Regions from separate parts of the Mus musculus genome. Here all the other regions are linked to region 1. A link is a contact called in public HiChIP or PLAC-seq and promoter capture Hi-C data. All regions are on one chromosome and are shown on one strand. The core of a region is the stretch at or near the end of the contact, and the rest is flanking DNA. Distances in the headings are between cores, read along the strand shown.

What was found. Promoter capture Hi-C pulls out the DNA fragments that hold promoters and counts their contacts. HiChIP or PLAC-seq counts read pairs in DNA pulled down with a chosen protein or histone mark.
Region 2: a contact with region 1 is called in a promoter capture Hi-C map of stem cell-derived epiblast-like cells, with 4 times the contacts expected there. The contact joins the promoter of A630089N07Rik here to the promoter of Hmgn1 in region 1. A contact is called at or near these places in 3 of 39 promoter capture datasets (embryonic stem cells and stem cell-derived epiblast-like cells) and 1 of 115 datasets of contacts at active chromatin or transcription factors (embryonic stem cells).
Region 3: a contact with region 1 is called in a promoter capture Hi-C map of stem cell-derived epiblast-like cells, with 4 times the contacts expected there. The contact joins the promoter of B230307C23Rik here to the promoter of Hmgn1 in region 1. A contact is called at or near these places in 3 of 39 promoter capture datasets (embryonic stem cells, liver and stem cell-derived epiblast-like cells).
Region 4: a contact with region 1 is called in a promoter capture Hi-C map of embryonic stem cells, with 4 times the contacts expected there. The contact joins the promoter of Zbtb21 here to the promoter of Hmgn1 in region 1. A contact is called at or near these places in 4 of 39 promoter capture datasets (embryonic stem cells, liver and pre-B cells) and 2 of 115 datasets of contacts at active chromatin or transcription factors (embryonic stem cells and extraembryonic endoderm stem cells).
Region 5: a contact with region 1 is called in an H3K27ac HiChIP or PLAC-seq map of stem cell-derived neural progenitor cells, with 5 times the contacts expected there. The contact joins the promoter of Prdm15 here to the promoter of Hmgn1 in region 1. A contact is called at or near these places in 4 of 39 promoter capture datasets (the 3T3-L1 cell line, the C10 cell line, liver and 1 more) and 1 of 115 datasets of contacts at active chromatin or transcription factors (stem cell-derived neural progenitor cells).

The regions. Positions count from the first base shown.
Region 1 is chr16:96,126,355-96,129,098 of GRCm38.p6, forward strand. It overlaps Hmgn1 (high mobility group nucleosomal binding domain 1), which reads right to left and starts at 1,371. Exons shown (of 6, transcript NM_008251.3): 1 at 1,236-1,371; 2 at 1,078-1,107; 3 at 957-986; 4 at 799-849. The coding sequence starts at 1,250.
Region 2 is chr16:98,081,039-98,083,782 of GRCm38.p6, forward strand. A630089N07Rik (RIKEN cDNA A630089N07 gene) reads right to left here and starts at 1,401. Exons shown (of 5, transcript NR_015491.1): 1 at 1,308-1,401.
Region 3 is chr16:97,995,969-97,998,712 of GRCm38.p6, forward strand. It overlaps B230307C23Rik (RIKEN cDNA B230307C23 gene), which reads left to right and starts at 1,368. Exons shown (of 4, transcript NM_001362093.2): 1 at 1,368-1,468. The coding sequence starts at 1,466. C030010L15Rik (a long non-coding RNA gene) reads right to left here. Exons shown (of 5, transcript XR_001781957.2): 3 at 1,729-1,819; 4 at 958-1,483.
Region 4 is chr16:97,961,202-97,963,945 of GRCm38.p6, forward strand. It overlaps Zbtb21 (zinc finger and BTB domain containing 21), which reads right to left and starts at 1,421. Exons shown (of 3, transcript NM_175428.4): 1 at 1,213-1,421.
Region 5 is chr16:97,849,834-97,852,577 of GRCm38.p6, forward strand. Prdm15 (PR domain containing 15) reads right to left here and starts at 1,394. Exons shown (of 24, transcript NM_144789.2): 1 at 1,218-1,394. The coding sequence starts at 1,286.

The DNA.
Region 1 (2,744 bases), core at 121-2,620:
TGTCAGGATTGCTGCCCTGCTCTAGCCCAAGAAAGTCTAGTCCACATTACCACCATTCCTTGAAGCTGTATTTGAAAAGATCACAAACTATGACTTGAGAGATAGACGGTTCCCTGGCTAAGTTAAGTACTCAGCTGCTCTCCCAGAGGATCCAGGTTCAATTCCCAGCACTCACTTGGCAGCTCCAAACTATTAACTCTAAGTCCTCTTTTGGCCTCCAAAATGCACCTACCCACACACACAGGCAAAATACACACAAACATTTAAGGTAAAACGCCAACTAACTATGGGGAAAACAGTTCCTCCATTTTTACTCTGCTCCATAAAACGTCCTGGGCGGGGAAACTTTACTTTTAAACAACGTGCATACTTATGCGTCTGTGCATGCTCGGGCTGTGTCTGCAGAAGCCAGAAGAGGTTATCAGATCCTCTTATCCCTTGGAGCTGTCACTCAAGAGACTCAGGTCCCTCTGTAAGAGCATTGTGCATTCTTAACCAGTGAGTCATCTTCGGCTCATACAGGCTCTTGAGTTTTTGTGTTTTGCATGTACGTATGTGCACCGTGTACCTGCTGCTGGGAATCAGAAAAGGGCACGGATCCTCTGGGAACTGGAGGGACGGATGTTTCTGAGCTGTCCTGTGGGTGCTGGGAACTGAACTCAGGTCGTCTGCAAAGGCCATGTCGCTGCGGATGAGCGAACGGACTACATGCCGCCCCCACCCACCTTCCAGAAACCTCCCCAACACTTAGAACAACCTCAACTAAGCGGCCTGCCTGGACACCTTTTCGAAACCTACCTTTCCCGCGGCCTTTTTCGGCTTCGCGTCCACCTTGGCAGGGGCGGGCTTCTGGCAAGAGATAAATTAATAAAAGAAGGGGGTGTGAGGCGCTGAGCGGGCGAGCTGGGCCCGGCCCGCTCGCTCCCGTCCCGGCCCGGACCGAGCGCGGTACTTACGGCCGACAGCCTCGCGGAGCGGCGCTTGGGCTGCGGAGAGAAAGACGGGGTGAGCAGCGCATGTGAGCGGCACCCCACCGCCCGCCCCGATCCGCCCGGCCCACCCGAGGCCCGCACTCACCTCCGCCTTGGCGGCTCCATCCGCGCTAACCTGCAGGAGAAAGCACAGCGGAGAACAATGCGGCCGCGTGACGTCACGCCCAGCCGCCCGCACCCCGCGAAGATTCCAGAGCCCCTCAGACCCGAACCCTGCGGGCGCCGCGGCCCCGCCGCACTCACCTTCCTCTTGGGCATCGTGGCGGCGCGGGGTGGGAGACGCGTGCGTCGTCGGATCTGTCACCGAGGAGCCGCACTGCCAAGCCGCCGCCGCCACCACCACACGAACTGCTGCGACCCGTCGCGGGGGCGGTGGGAGAACCGGATGGAACCGGATTGGAGCCCGCCCCCTCTCCCCCCGCGCCTCCCCGCCAGCCGGGCCGCCCCCAGCCTCCATTGGCTGTCTAGGCCCACCGCGCGCGCCAGCGCCCCAGCCCTTGCTCCCGAATAGGCACGGCGAGCTGTCACTCCGCCGCATCGCCCCGCCCCCTGGCCCCCCACCCCTGCGGGCGCGACCCCGGCCGAGGGGCGGGCCGGAGTCGCCCGACCCCGCTAGGTAGTTTGTTTGAAGCCGACAGCAAAAGTGCGGCCTGCGCGCTGATAAGTGGGGGCGTGTCACGTGGCCTCAGCATCGCTTTCCCACAATGCTCCGGACCCCAGGCGCCCGCCCGCGGAGTCCACCCGCGGACCCCTCGGGTTCAGCAGTGCCTAGGCGTGATTTGCCATTCGCCCGGGAGGGCACAGGCGCAGCCAGCAGTGCGCAGGCGCGCGCGGGCCGGTCGCGCAGACTCAGGCTGTCCTACGCGCCTTTACTAGCCTATTTTTAGGTAACTATGTCTGTTTTAGGTCTTGCAGCTGTCTCGGGCTCTTGCCCTCCCCACTGCATGGACCCCTCCGTCCTGTGTTCAACTGTGTGCAGGAATCACATCGGCCCTTTACAGACCCAGTCCTTCGCGCAGCGGCGTCGGGTCTAGCTCCGACTTCCAGATTGCACCTTTTGTTTATGGAAGGCAGTTAATATTGAGTATACCTCAAGAATGCAGATAGCGGGCTGGGTACAAGAGTCCCACCCGCAGCCGTATTACTGCTGCTCAATTGTAAGAATTATCATATATGTCTTTGCCTACCATAAAACTTGTATTTAGGACAGGGAATTCGAATCTTTATCTCTTGCACCGTTTAAGATTTTTACACAAACGTTTTAATCCCCCTACCCAGTAAACCCTTGTTTCCCCAAAGGCCCACTGCTGTGTTCCTGGGATTAGATGGCTTGCAGCAGTGACTCTTTGTCGTTTGAGCCGCGACCCCGTTCCCTTCATCTGTGGTCCCATCTTTTCATGCATGCCAGACTGAATTAAGACTGTGAGGTCCTACCCCAACTAGTGGGGGAAAGACATTGACACCACTGGAGTTAAAACCAAATGCACTTCCTGTCCTTTGGTGTTTTAATCTCCTGATTTTACCCTCTTAAAAATAAAGTTTGCCCTTCCGGGAAGCCCACCAGAGATGACCACTCAGACACAGTTTATAGCCAATTGGAAGTCTTTCTTTCCCAGGATAGCCAGGGCCACATAGAGAAAATGTCTCAAATGACAAAGTCTATTCCAGCGGCTATTCTCAGGTATTCAGGGTTTAAGTGTAGCCTGGAGCATTTAGACCAAGGGGCTTTTAGAAGCAAAAGTTATATCCTGT
Region 2 (2,744 bases), core at 151-2,650, 2.0 Mb after region 1:
ACAGGGGAACCTCAGGGAAATTACAGTTTGATCACGCCAGCACTCAATAATGCAACAGTGTTTTCTTTTCTTTTCTTTTTACCCTTTTCACATGGTTGTCACTAAGTGTCATCTCGCCCATGTGGCATAAGTATGCTTTTTTCAAGCAGAAAACTGAACCTTTATGGCACACTAGGCCTTACTGTAGATTGTGATCCTGTAATGCCCCATTGAGCAGCTGGTTAGAGGCCTGCTCTTTCATATGGAGATGGGCCTAGTGGCTGCTTGTAAATCAAGTTTGTTTTCTTTATTATGGCTTGGAGCCATATTTCTGGGCAATCCTTGTGAACAAGCATGTGTATCCTAGCAACCTAAACTCTAATTGCCCTGGTTAGCACATTACTTATCTGTGAGATGTTTTACATGGAGTCCACCCTCAGATAAATTCTACTTGGAGTGCCTTACTATCTCCTAAGCTTTAGTAAATCCTTTACATCATCAATCCTGCACTTTTACATCACAGCTTGATATTGGATTGCTACCCAGCACATGAGATGTCTTTTACAACCTCCACAAAATTAACTCCAAATGGACTGTCCACCTTAATGTCAAATGCTAAGAACAGAACTTGCAGAAACTAGGACTCTCTGAGTTTGGGATCATGCCAAAGATCGTTCTACACACAGGCCAAATGCAGCCCCCACAGTGAAGTTATTCAGAGGCTACGGCTGGGTCCCGCGAGTGGCTAGGACCTCAGGGGACCTCACACGTGGCCGCCGATTCCCATTCAGTCCTGTGAAAGCCCCACCACACCAGCTCGCGCTGCTGAGACCCCTGCTTCTCCCCATTGTTGGCAGTGACCCTGTGCTCACCATGGCGCAACTTCGGAGCTTGCCTGAGCACAATCCACAGCATCCAGCGGCAGGACAAGGAGCACAGCACACAGGCCCATTCAAGCTGGCTCAGCTACTAAGTGAAACCCGCACCACGGCAACCGGAAAGCCCGCCTTCTCTTCTGACTGGCAGGTCCGCCTAAAGGCTCTGACTGGCCAGTAAGTCTGGAGCACCTCCGTTAGAGTTAAGAGTTAGCTGAAGGTACACAGTGTAGGTTCTCAGTCCAAGCTTCAAGGCCAGGACCCAACCTCTTCCAGATCTACAGGAATTTGCATTTCTGTAGTACTTGTGCCTATCCTCCAATAGCCTACCAATCTGTCCCCCCCGCACAGCGCCAGGGAGACCCCACCAGGAAGGCTGGCGGAGACCTGCCACTGCTCAGCCGCTTGCTCCTCCCCTATGTGGGCAGTGACCCTGTGCTCACGATGTCGCACCTTCGGAGCTTGCCTGAGCACAATCCACAGCATCCAGCGGCAGGACAAGGAGCACAGCACACAGGCTCATTCAAGTCTGCTCAGCAACTAAGTGAAATTCGCGCCAAGGCATCCGGAAAAACCCGCCTTCCCTTCTGACTGGCAAGTCAGCCTAAAGGATCTGATTGGCCAATAAGTCTTGAGTGACTCGAGCACCTCCCTTAAAGGTACATTGCGTAGAGATTCTCAGCCCAATTGAAGATTCTTCAAGTCCAATGCCTGACCTTTTCCAGATCTACAGGGATTTGCATTTCCATAGTACTGGTGCGGGTCCTCCAATAGCCTACTCTTCTGTCTCCCTGCACAGCCCCAGGGAGGCCCCATCAGGAAGGCAGCCGGAGATCTGCCACTACTCAGTGGCTTGCTCCTCCCCTATGTGGGCAGTGACCCTGTGCTCACCAGGTCCTGACTTCAGCCCCAGCTTCCCTAACTCACTAGGCTGTTTGACTTCTCCCTCCTGGAATTAAGGTAGGTAGCTTGCATAGCCCATTACTCAACTTGCAGGGGAGTTAGCAAACTGTCCCACAAGCGGAAAGGTGCCCAGGATATTAACTATTAGAGGGAGATTTGGGGTAACAATAGTTTATAGATATGAATAGGCTTATTAATTTCTGGTTTGTTATGTTCATAGTGTAATTAATTTTGATGCATTTGTGCCGTGGTGCAGCCCCAGCGTGAGGTATTTCTTCTTTCTTTTCGGTTCTTCTTGAGGCAACGGAGAGGTAAGAGCATAGGCGGAGGGTAAGGCTTTGTCTTAACAAAAATTTAGGGTTGCTGTATAATAAAAAGTTTACTTATCTAAGTCTAAGTTACTATGCTGTTGTACCTGACCTGCGTTCTGTGATCCTCTCAGGTCAGAAACTGCAGTTTCTGGCACTCAGCACCTCATCCTAAAACAGCAGATTAAGTAAAGAATTAATTGCTAGACCCTTTCCCCTGTTCTCCAGATGCCACTTGCTTTCGGGATAGGAGGATGTTTGGAGCTATAAACTTCTACTGAGCCAGGAGAAGTAAATAACACTCGCAGAAAGAAAAAACTTTTACATAAGCAAATATGCATAATCTCACATAAATTCATATTCAGCTTCATTCATGCTCACTTATTCATTTTCATTAGAAGCCAGATGGGCCCAGCTTTCATGCATTCTCACAATTACATACTTACACACACACATGCAGACATTCTCACAATTACATAATTACACACACATCCATATTTACATATGCATATGGAGCATAAGACCCAGCATGGTTGCAGAAAGAACTCACACATTCTAGATGAAAACTAAATGCACTCCAATCTGTATTACATAGAGAAAGAAAAGGCTTCTACCTTCTTAATGCTAAATGAATTAAACCCATGTTTGTAAGAAAAAATCTTTGTTTCTTTTAATAAGA
Region 3 (2,744 bases), core at 118-2,617, 1.9 Mb after region 1:
ACCCAAGTGAAATTAGAGTATTTGGGGGTTTATTTGGGGGTAGCTCTCTAGTGGATTCAGTGATCCCAAGGAACCAGAGAGTTCACTAGTCCCAAGGAGGTCAGAGAAGTTATGGGATGGGAGTATAAGGAGCAGAGGTGGGGAGAAGGAGCTAGCAAGGCATGCAGGGGGGAGGGAGATGGAGAGGGAAGTGGAGGGAGGAGGGGGAAGGGCAGGAGAAGGAGGAAGGAGGAGGCAGAGAGAGAGAGAGAGAGAGAGAGAGAGAGAGAGAATGAAACAGAGAGACAAAGAGTACAAACTGTCAGGATTATATAGGAAGATCTTCTGGAGACAGGAAAGCTCAGGGTACAAGGTGGGGTCTGCCAACTTTGCTATGTAACAGGTGGAGACTGAGGAGAGCTGGGAGAACCTGGAGGTTCAGCTGTAACCTTCCCAGCCTTGAGCAGGCTAAGCAGACCTTGAACATTCATCTTGACAGGCCTTATCAAGCTGGATAGAGACATGTGTCTTGGCTGCAGTTGCAGGTTCCCATGGGAACTTAGCTGTTTTGGCTGCCTGTGCTGACCTTGTTCTACAACATATTCCAGCTAAAGAAGGGGATGGGTTTTGTGGTTTTTCCCTTTATAAACGTAAAGCCTATTATTAAACTTTGAGTCTTGATCAGAATCTTTGTCTTGACTTCATTCTTCTCTCGCGTACCCCCCACCCCCATCTTTTCATTTCCAGCACCCCTTTCAGGTAAACTCAGTTCTCCCGCGGCTGCTGGATGGCTCCACCCAGCCAGCTTTGGTGTGTTAAATATATGCAGATCAGAAGCTGGTCCCGGGTCTGAATCCCAACCGCAACAAAACTATTGTTTCCCCAAATCTCTTTTTAATCGTTAATATCCTGGGCACCCTTCCGCTTGTAGGACAGATTGATAACTCCACTGCAAGTTGAGCTATGCAAGCTAACTACCTTGATTCCAGGAGGAAGGCAAACAGTCTACTGAGTGAGGAAAGCTCAGGCTGAAAAGTCAAGGACTTGCTGAGCACGGGGTCAACTGTTCACATAGGGGAGGAGCAAGCGGCTGAGCAGTGATAGGTGCAGTGGTGGTTCCTCCCTGGGGCTGTGCGGGGAGACAGAAGGGTAGGCTATTGGAGGACCGGCACAAGTATTACAGAAATGAAAATCCCTGTAGATCTGGAAAAGGTCGTCCCTGGATTTGAAGCTTGGTCTGAGAACTTCTACACTGTGTGGCTTCAGCACACTCTAACTCTAAGGGAGGTGCTCGACTCACTCAAGACTTACTGGCCAATCAGAGCCTCCAGGCAGACCTGCGTGTCAGAAGAGAAGGCGGGTTTTCCGGGTGCGGTGGTGTCGGTTTCGCTTCCTGGTTGAGTGCTTGAATGGTTCTGTGTGCCGTGCTCCGTTTCCTGCGGTTGGATGCTGTGGATTGTGCACAGGCAAGCTCCGAAGTTGCGACATGGTAAGCACAGGGTCACTGCCAACAATGGGGAGAAGCAGGGGTCTCAGCAGCGCGAGCTGGTGTGGTGGGGCTTTCACAGGACTGAATGGGAATCGGCGGCCACGTGTGAGGTCCTAGCCACTTGGGGGACCCAGCTGTAGCCTCTGAATAACTTCACTGTGGGGGCTGCATCTGTGCAGAGCATTTGGCCTGTGTGTAGAAAGATCTTTGGCATGATCCCAAACTCAGAGAGTACTAGTTTCTGCAAGTTCTGTTCTTACCATTTGCCATTAAGGTGGACAATCCATTGGAGTTAATTTTGTGGAGGTTGTAAAAGACATCTCATGTGCTGGGTAGCAATCCAATATCAAGCTGTGATGTAAAAGTGCAGGATTAATGATCTAAAGGATTTACTAAAGCTTAGGAGATAGTAAGGCACTCCAAGTAGAATTTATCTGAGGGTGGACTGCATGTAAAACATCCCACAGATAGGTAATGTGCTAACTAGGGCTGTTAGAGATTAGGTTGCTAGGATACACAAGTTAATTCACCCGGATTGTCCAGAAATTGGGCACCAAACCATAACAAAGGAAACAAACTTGATTTACTACCATCCACTAGGTTCATCTTCATATCAAAGAGCAGGCCTCTAACAGGCTGGTCTATGGGGCCTTACAGGATCACAATCTACAGTAAGGCCTGGTGTGGCATAAAGGTTCAGTTTTCTTCTTGAGAAAAGCATAGTTCTGCCACATGGGTGAGATGATGCCTAGTGACAACCATGTGAGAAGGTAAAAAAGAAAACAAAACAAAACACTGTTGTATTGAGTGCTAAGTTACACTTTCCCTGAGGTTTCCATATATGGAGAATGACATAGCTCCTCATGAAACCCAGGAACATGCTTGGCAGAGCCAGTCACAGCTTGGGGCCTAGGCCTTGGGAGCTTTCCCTGAGGCTCTGGGTATAGAGATAAAACAGAGCTTCTTCTCTAAGACCTGGAATATGCTTGGGAGAGCTGGTAATAGTCTGGGGCCAGGGCCTTTGGGAGGGGTTGCTTCAGATTCTGAGAGCACAACTCTTCCCACCGTACGGGGTTGTGGTTATCAGTCCCAAGGCCATGAGAGACTTGGTCAGAAATTTTTTCAGATACACTGAGTTTCCCCTTGTGCAGCAACTATTTGATTAGACTTCTCCTGAGTGTGTCCCATTGTATGATGCTTCTGCTGACTTCATAGTTTCTTCATCTTTCTCCTGACTTCATAGATGTCTCCCATCTCCTTCCTTTCCCTCATGTCA
Region 4 (2,744 bases), core at 171-2,670, 1.8 Mb after region 1:
CTAATATTCTCCACCACACAATACTGTCAGTTCCTCAAGGGAGAGTTTCTATTAACAATTTCTATTTCCTAAGAATGACACTCCCTATACTTTCAATAAATACTAAATGAAAACACTATGCTGTTAAGTGCATCGGCTGAATTAAAGAGTCATTTTTACGTAAGCCAAATTTCTACTTTAACGTCAATATTTAGGGGTAAGGTTAAGGGTAATGATTAATCACTAGAAGTGGAGGAAGGTTTTCAGTGGAAACACTAACATGGATTAACCTACTTTCAGCCTCTGAAACAAGGTGGGAGGACCATGAAACAAACCCAGGAACTTATGACTCAGGGTCATGCTGATGAACAATCACCAGACTATGCTGTAACACAGATAGATGTCCAAAGATGTAGAAGCGATTGGAGTTCATGCAACACACAAAAAAATGCCAAGCTTCAAAGGGCGGCTCAGTGTCCCCCAACACCACCCCTGTGTCGGGCAACCTTAGGGAGTACCTGTTTAAGGCTCTCTGTACACGTTCTGTAGTGTGCGGTTCTCCAGAACCCAGAGCCTCGGGGGCACATATGTGCATGGTTCTTTGATTACAAGGTGCAGTCTCTGCAGAGGAAGCACTCAAAGGTGCTCCAAATAACCAAGCCAGGGAGATGGGGGAGACCCCGGCCAAGATGTGAGCTGCAGGGAGGTCTTCCGTGCTATGTCCCCGAAAGAGGGTCTTTCTCCTAAGAAAAGCCTTGGGCCCGAGGGTGGGGGTGAGGGGTCCGATAGGGTGTGCATGGGCAAACGAGGTGGCCCCAGAGGTGCTGGCTGCCAGGCTGTCACGTTCCAGCCGCTGCAGGTGTGGGTGCCGCCGCCGCCGCCACCGCCCGCCAGTTTCCCAGCCCCGCGCGAGCGCGCGCCGCCCGCCCGCCCCAGAGAGCGCGCCCTAACCCGCAGCGGCGTCTCAACGGCTATGCTGTGGCCAGCACCCCAGACGCACACCGCGGCTACTCAGGCCGCCCGGGCCAGGGTGAGCAGCTCAGCGGCCTGGAGGCTGAGCATGCGTAGGAGCGAGGGCGAGGCCAAATGCGGGCAGAGAGCATGCGCAGTGCTTGGACACGCTCGACTACGTGGGAGTCTGGGCATGCTCGGTGAGGACCGCGGCCCCGCGCACGCGTAAAAGGGCCCGACGCCCGCAACCCACTGGTGGAGGAAAAAAAGAAGAGAAATCACCTCAGAGTTACGTCAGGAAAGGCCGCGTTTTGCGGAGAGGCCGTAGTCCCCGACCGGGCCCGACGTCCTCCTAGGGCGCGGAGCGTGACGGTTACTCACCGCTCTTCAGCCCTGGGGCAGGCGCCAAGCCCCTTTCCGCTCACACTCGGCTCGCGCAACCCGCAGCCTCCACTGCCGCTGTGATTCCATCCATCTTGAATTTGACGTCATCCCACACCAGGGATGAGGTCATCGCAAGCAGCGCTCGTCACGTGCGTGGCGCTGGGATTGGGTGCCGGGCGGCTGGGGGCGGGCCGAGGGCGGGCCTGCGGGAGCGCGGCCGCGTTGGGTCCGGCGCGTTGGTGCCTCTCCGGTGAGGCGCGGGCACGAGCAGCAGAGCGTAGGGACGCCCCCAGGGTACGCATGTGGTCGCGGAAAGCCCCTGAATGCGGAATGTGGAGCTATCGGGAAAATAGCTCATCTCCATTTCTTCCTCCTGGAGAAAGCGGCAGTGAACAAGTTGGGTTCCCAGGTTCCCCTTATTCGCTCTGTGGCTTTTTCAAACACATATCCAAACCTTACCCTTTTAAAATGGTGTTGAAGCTGGGAAGGGTGGTGCATGCAAGGAATCCCATCATCCAGGACACTGAGGCAGATTTCCCGTTAACTATTCTGAACTACAGAGTGAGGCCCTGGCTCATTTCAAAACAAAAGACAAAGAACGATTAACCTTTTTCCCTGCAACACCAGTTCTCTTTTAGCCTCTTTGCATGAAAATTACAATGCCATTTGTCAGATGACTGTACGCCAAAACCAGGCAGCTGGGTAACAAATGCCAAACTACAAATTCCAGCTGTGAAGAAAGGGTCTCTAGGCCACGGAAGTTTTCTAGAGCCTGGAACATAGCAGCAGACAGTCTCAACAAGTGAAATTTCTGTAACAGACTTTAAAAATGCCTAGATCCGCCGGGCAATGGTGGCGCACGCCTTTAATCCCAGCACTTGGGAGGAAGAGTCAGGCAGATTTCTGAGTTCGAGGGCCAGCCTGGTCTACAGAGTGAGTTCCAGGACTACAGAGAAACCCTGTCTCCAAAAACAAAAACAAAAACAAAACAAAAGCCTAGATCTTAAATTAGGTGTTCTATGTTTCAAGAAGTGTGTGGTTTTCAAGTATGCTTCTGAAGGTGGGTTTTAACTACGTGAATCAAGGTGAAACAGCATTATGAAGTGTGTGAGGGATATGTGGAGAAAGGAATCTTGCAATAGGTAGATCCATTGGGGGGGGGGACAGACTCCAAATGAATAACTCTGAGTATTTAGTTTTTTTTTTCATTTCAAGACTATGCCCTTTAGAATTTCACACTGAAAGTTCTCTTCTGCAATCATTCAAGGGTTTTTTTTTTTTTTGGTTTGTTTATTTGTTTGTTTGTTTTTAATGTATTTGTATTTGAACTGTATGGCAGTTAAGCAAGAAGTGGTCTTGTAAAGAGGGATTTGAGAGGACCACACACCATTGGGCCTCTTTTTTACATGCAGAAAATCAGTATGGAGCTG
Region 5 (2,744 bases), core at 144-2,643, 1.7 Mb after region 1:
CTCAGGTCAGTGCAGAGTGTGCCAACAACCCCTGCACACCCAGCAACCTTCTTCCTTCATGTCCTTGTCACTCTTGTGTAACCACCGTTACTTATAGTCTACACTGCCTCTTGCACCTCTTCTTTTGTCCCTTGGGTGTATGAAAGGTGTCCACAAACGTTTACCACAGAAATGGCCTGGTAGAACAATCTGGGAAAGTTATCCTGAACAGGTGTCAGACATATGTTACAAATGAGAATCTGAGTCTGGCCAGCCTTTATGCCACTGTTGGTGACCAGTTTTATGCTCTATTATACCTGAAAAATGCAGCAATGTCTTCCCTACCTTCTGCACAGATAACCTTTCAGGAAAAAAATGACAGGACACCCCATGGCAACAGTGGTCCTTCTCAAAGGTAATCTCTCTAAGACAGCCTTGTAATTGTAGCTGGCTTTGTATGGTCCAGGCTTCCATGAACATAGACTTCTGGCTCAGTCTCCAGAGTACTGGGATTATAAGCATTTGCCATCAACCTAGCTGTGGTTGGTGTTTTAATCTACCCATTTGTCTTCTGGAAAAACAAACTACCTTGTCTGTTCCCCAAAGAGAACTAGTATATTCTTTGCTGACATTTGTGGAAAAGCATGAATCAAAGACGGAAAAACAAACCTCATCAGGAGAAAACTTAGTGCTTTTTCCCTTTAATAATCCGATCTAAAGGTTTTATTTCAGAGTAAAGCAGTAATTTCAGGGCAAGTCTGAGGAGGAAGCTGCAGTAGGTAAGACATGGAAAGCCGGTAGGTTTGAAGCAAAATATGGTTGGGGTGGGGTGTATAGGCGATCAAGTCTCAGCAACTACTCTGCACTTTCCAGGGAGTACTGTCTCTGCCACCCCTGAGGTTTCCCAAAGTCGGAGAATTCAGGTTTTACTTTTAAAATTGCCTTCAGGACCTCAAGCGGTGGCCTGCACAAGCACCTCCATGGGAGGATTCTGACGGGCTCTAGCATATGTTTTTTTAAAAGAAGCGTTGGCAGCTTTAAATTCAGGCACAGGTCCACGTGTCTCCAGCTCACATTCTAGCTTCTACCATTTTAAACCACCTCGGAGGAGGGGTACGCTTATGAGCATGTGTGAAGAGGCCCTCCACCATTCCATGAAGTGTTGGGGGGGGGGGGAATAAGCGCGCCCTCGCCCACCACTGCCTCTCTCGTCCTACCTCTGCCCTCTCAAAACTCACCTCAGGAGCACGCAGGCTCCACCTGGCCCCCACCTGTCCACCCTTTTCCCAGATAGTAGGTGGGCACATGTCTCCAGCCTGTCTTGCCACTGTGGTCCCTGGGCCACCAAAAGGTAGAGACGAGTGAGGCGCCAGGGCCTGGGAGCCACGGCACAGCCTCGGACTTTCTTAAACGCCAAAGGGGCTGGAGACGAAGGCCCCTCCCTGGGCTGTGCCCGAAAACCGGGTAAGGCGGCCGGGTAGCCGGGAAGGGACTGTAGAGACTTGAGCCCGCAGCCACGCAGGGCCTGGCGGTGGCCGCTGGGCCTGGGCGCACTAGGGGCGCAGCGCCTGAGCCCGCGCCGGGGCGGGGGGCGCCGAGCCCGCGAGTGGGCGGTCGGGCGCCGGTTGGCGTGGGCCGAGCGCGCGGAGGGCAGTTGGCAGGGGCCGGGCGCTCGGAACCCAGGCTGGGCACTTAGGGCAGAGGCCAAGCCCGCGGCAGCGGAACCCGGCGGGCGCAGGGCGATCCCGGAGCGGCTCCGGATTCCAGCCGGGTTTTGACTCCGATCGCCCACGGCGCCCGCGGCCCCGACTGTAACAAAGAACAGGCGGCGCGGCGGCCGGACCGGGGCGGGCGTGGGGGGCGCGGCTGGAGGCCGAGCCCGGGCCAGGCGCGGGCCGCGGGCCGCAGCAAGGGGCGCGCGGTGGGGCAGCGGCGAGCATGGGCCCGGGGCTTTACCTGCCTGTGGAATGTGCAGAGCGGGGTCGGATCCGGACTCCGGGTTGCGATCCGCTCCGGAAACTGCGCAGCACCGGAAGCCGGGGGGGCGGTGGCGCGGCATCGTGGGAGTTGTAGTGCGCAGCGCAGGCCGACGGGCGGGCCCAGGGCTCCGGGTGTTTGCACCTGGAGCTGGGAACTTCGGGCTGTGTTAACAGGGAGTCAGGGATAAAGAACTGCGTGTTGTGGGAACTGGCTGGGGCTTTGTAGCCAGAGAGCCCAGGAAACGGCTGCGTGATTGAGGAACCCATGGGCAGAGATGCGTGGTTGCAGATATGGAGGATGGTTGCCTTCCTGAATGGGGAGCGGGTAACTGTCAATGTGGATGGGGAACAGGAGAGAGACTATATGGAGGCCTGGTGAAGCGGGCTGTGAGGATTCAGGGTAAGGGACTGAGTGAACAAAAAAGCTGGGGAGAGAGGCTGTGTGATCCATGAGAGGTGGCCAGATGGTATGTGAACCGAGGAGTTAAGGTTAGAGCTGTGTGTGTGTGAATGAGGCAGGCAGTGTAGTGAACTGAGCAGACAAGGACATCTTTGCCCTTCAAGACACCTTTAAGCCCGGGCGGTGGTGGCACACGCCTTTAACACCAGCACTTGGGAGGCAGAGGCAGGTGGATTTCTGAGTTCGAGGCCAGTCTGGTCTACAAAGTGAGTTCCAGGACAGCCAGTGCTATACAGAGAAACCCTGTCCTCGGGGGAGGGGGGGGGGACGACACACCTTTAAAACAGGTACACACCCCATCATCCCCTATACCACTTTCATTGGTA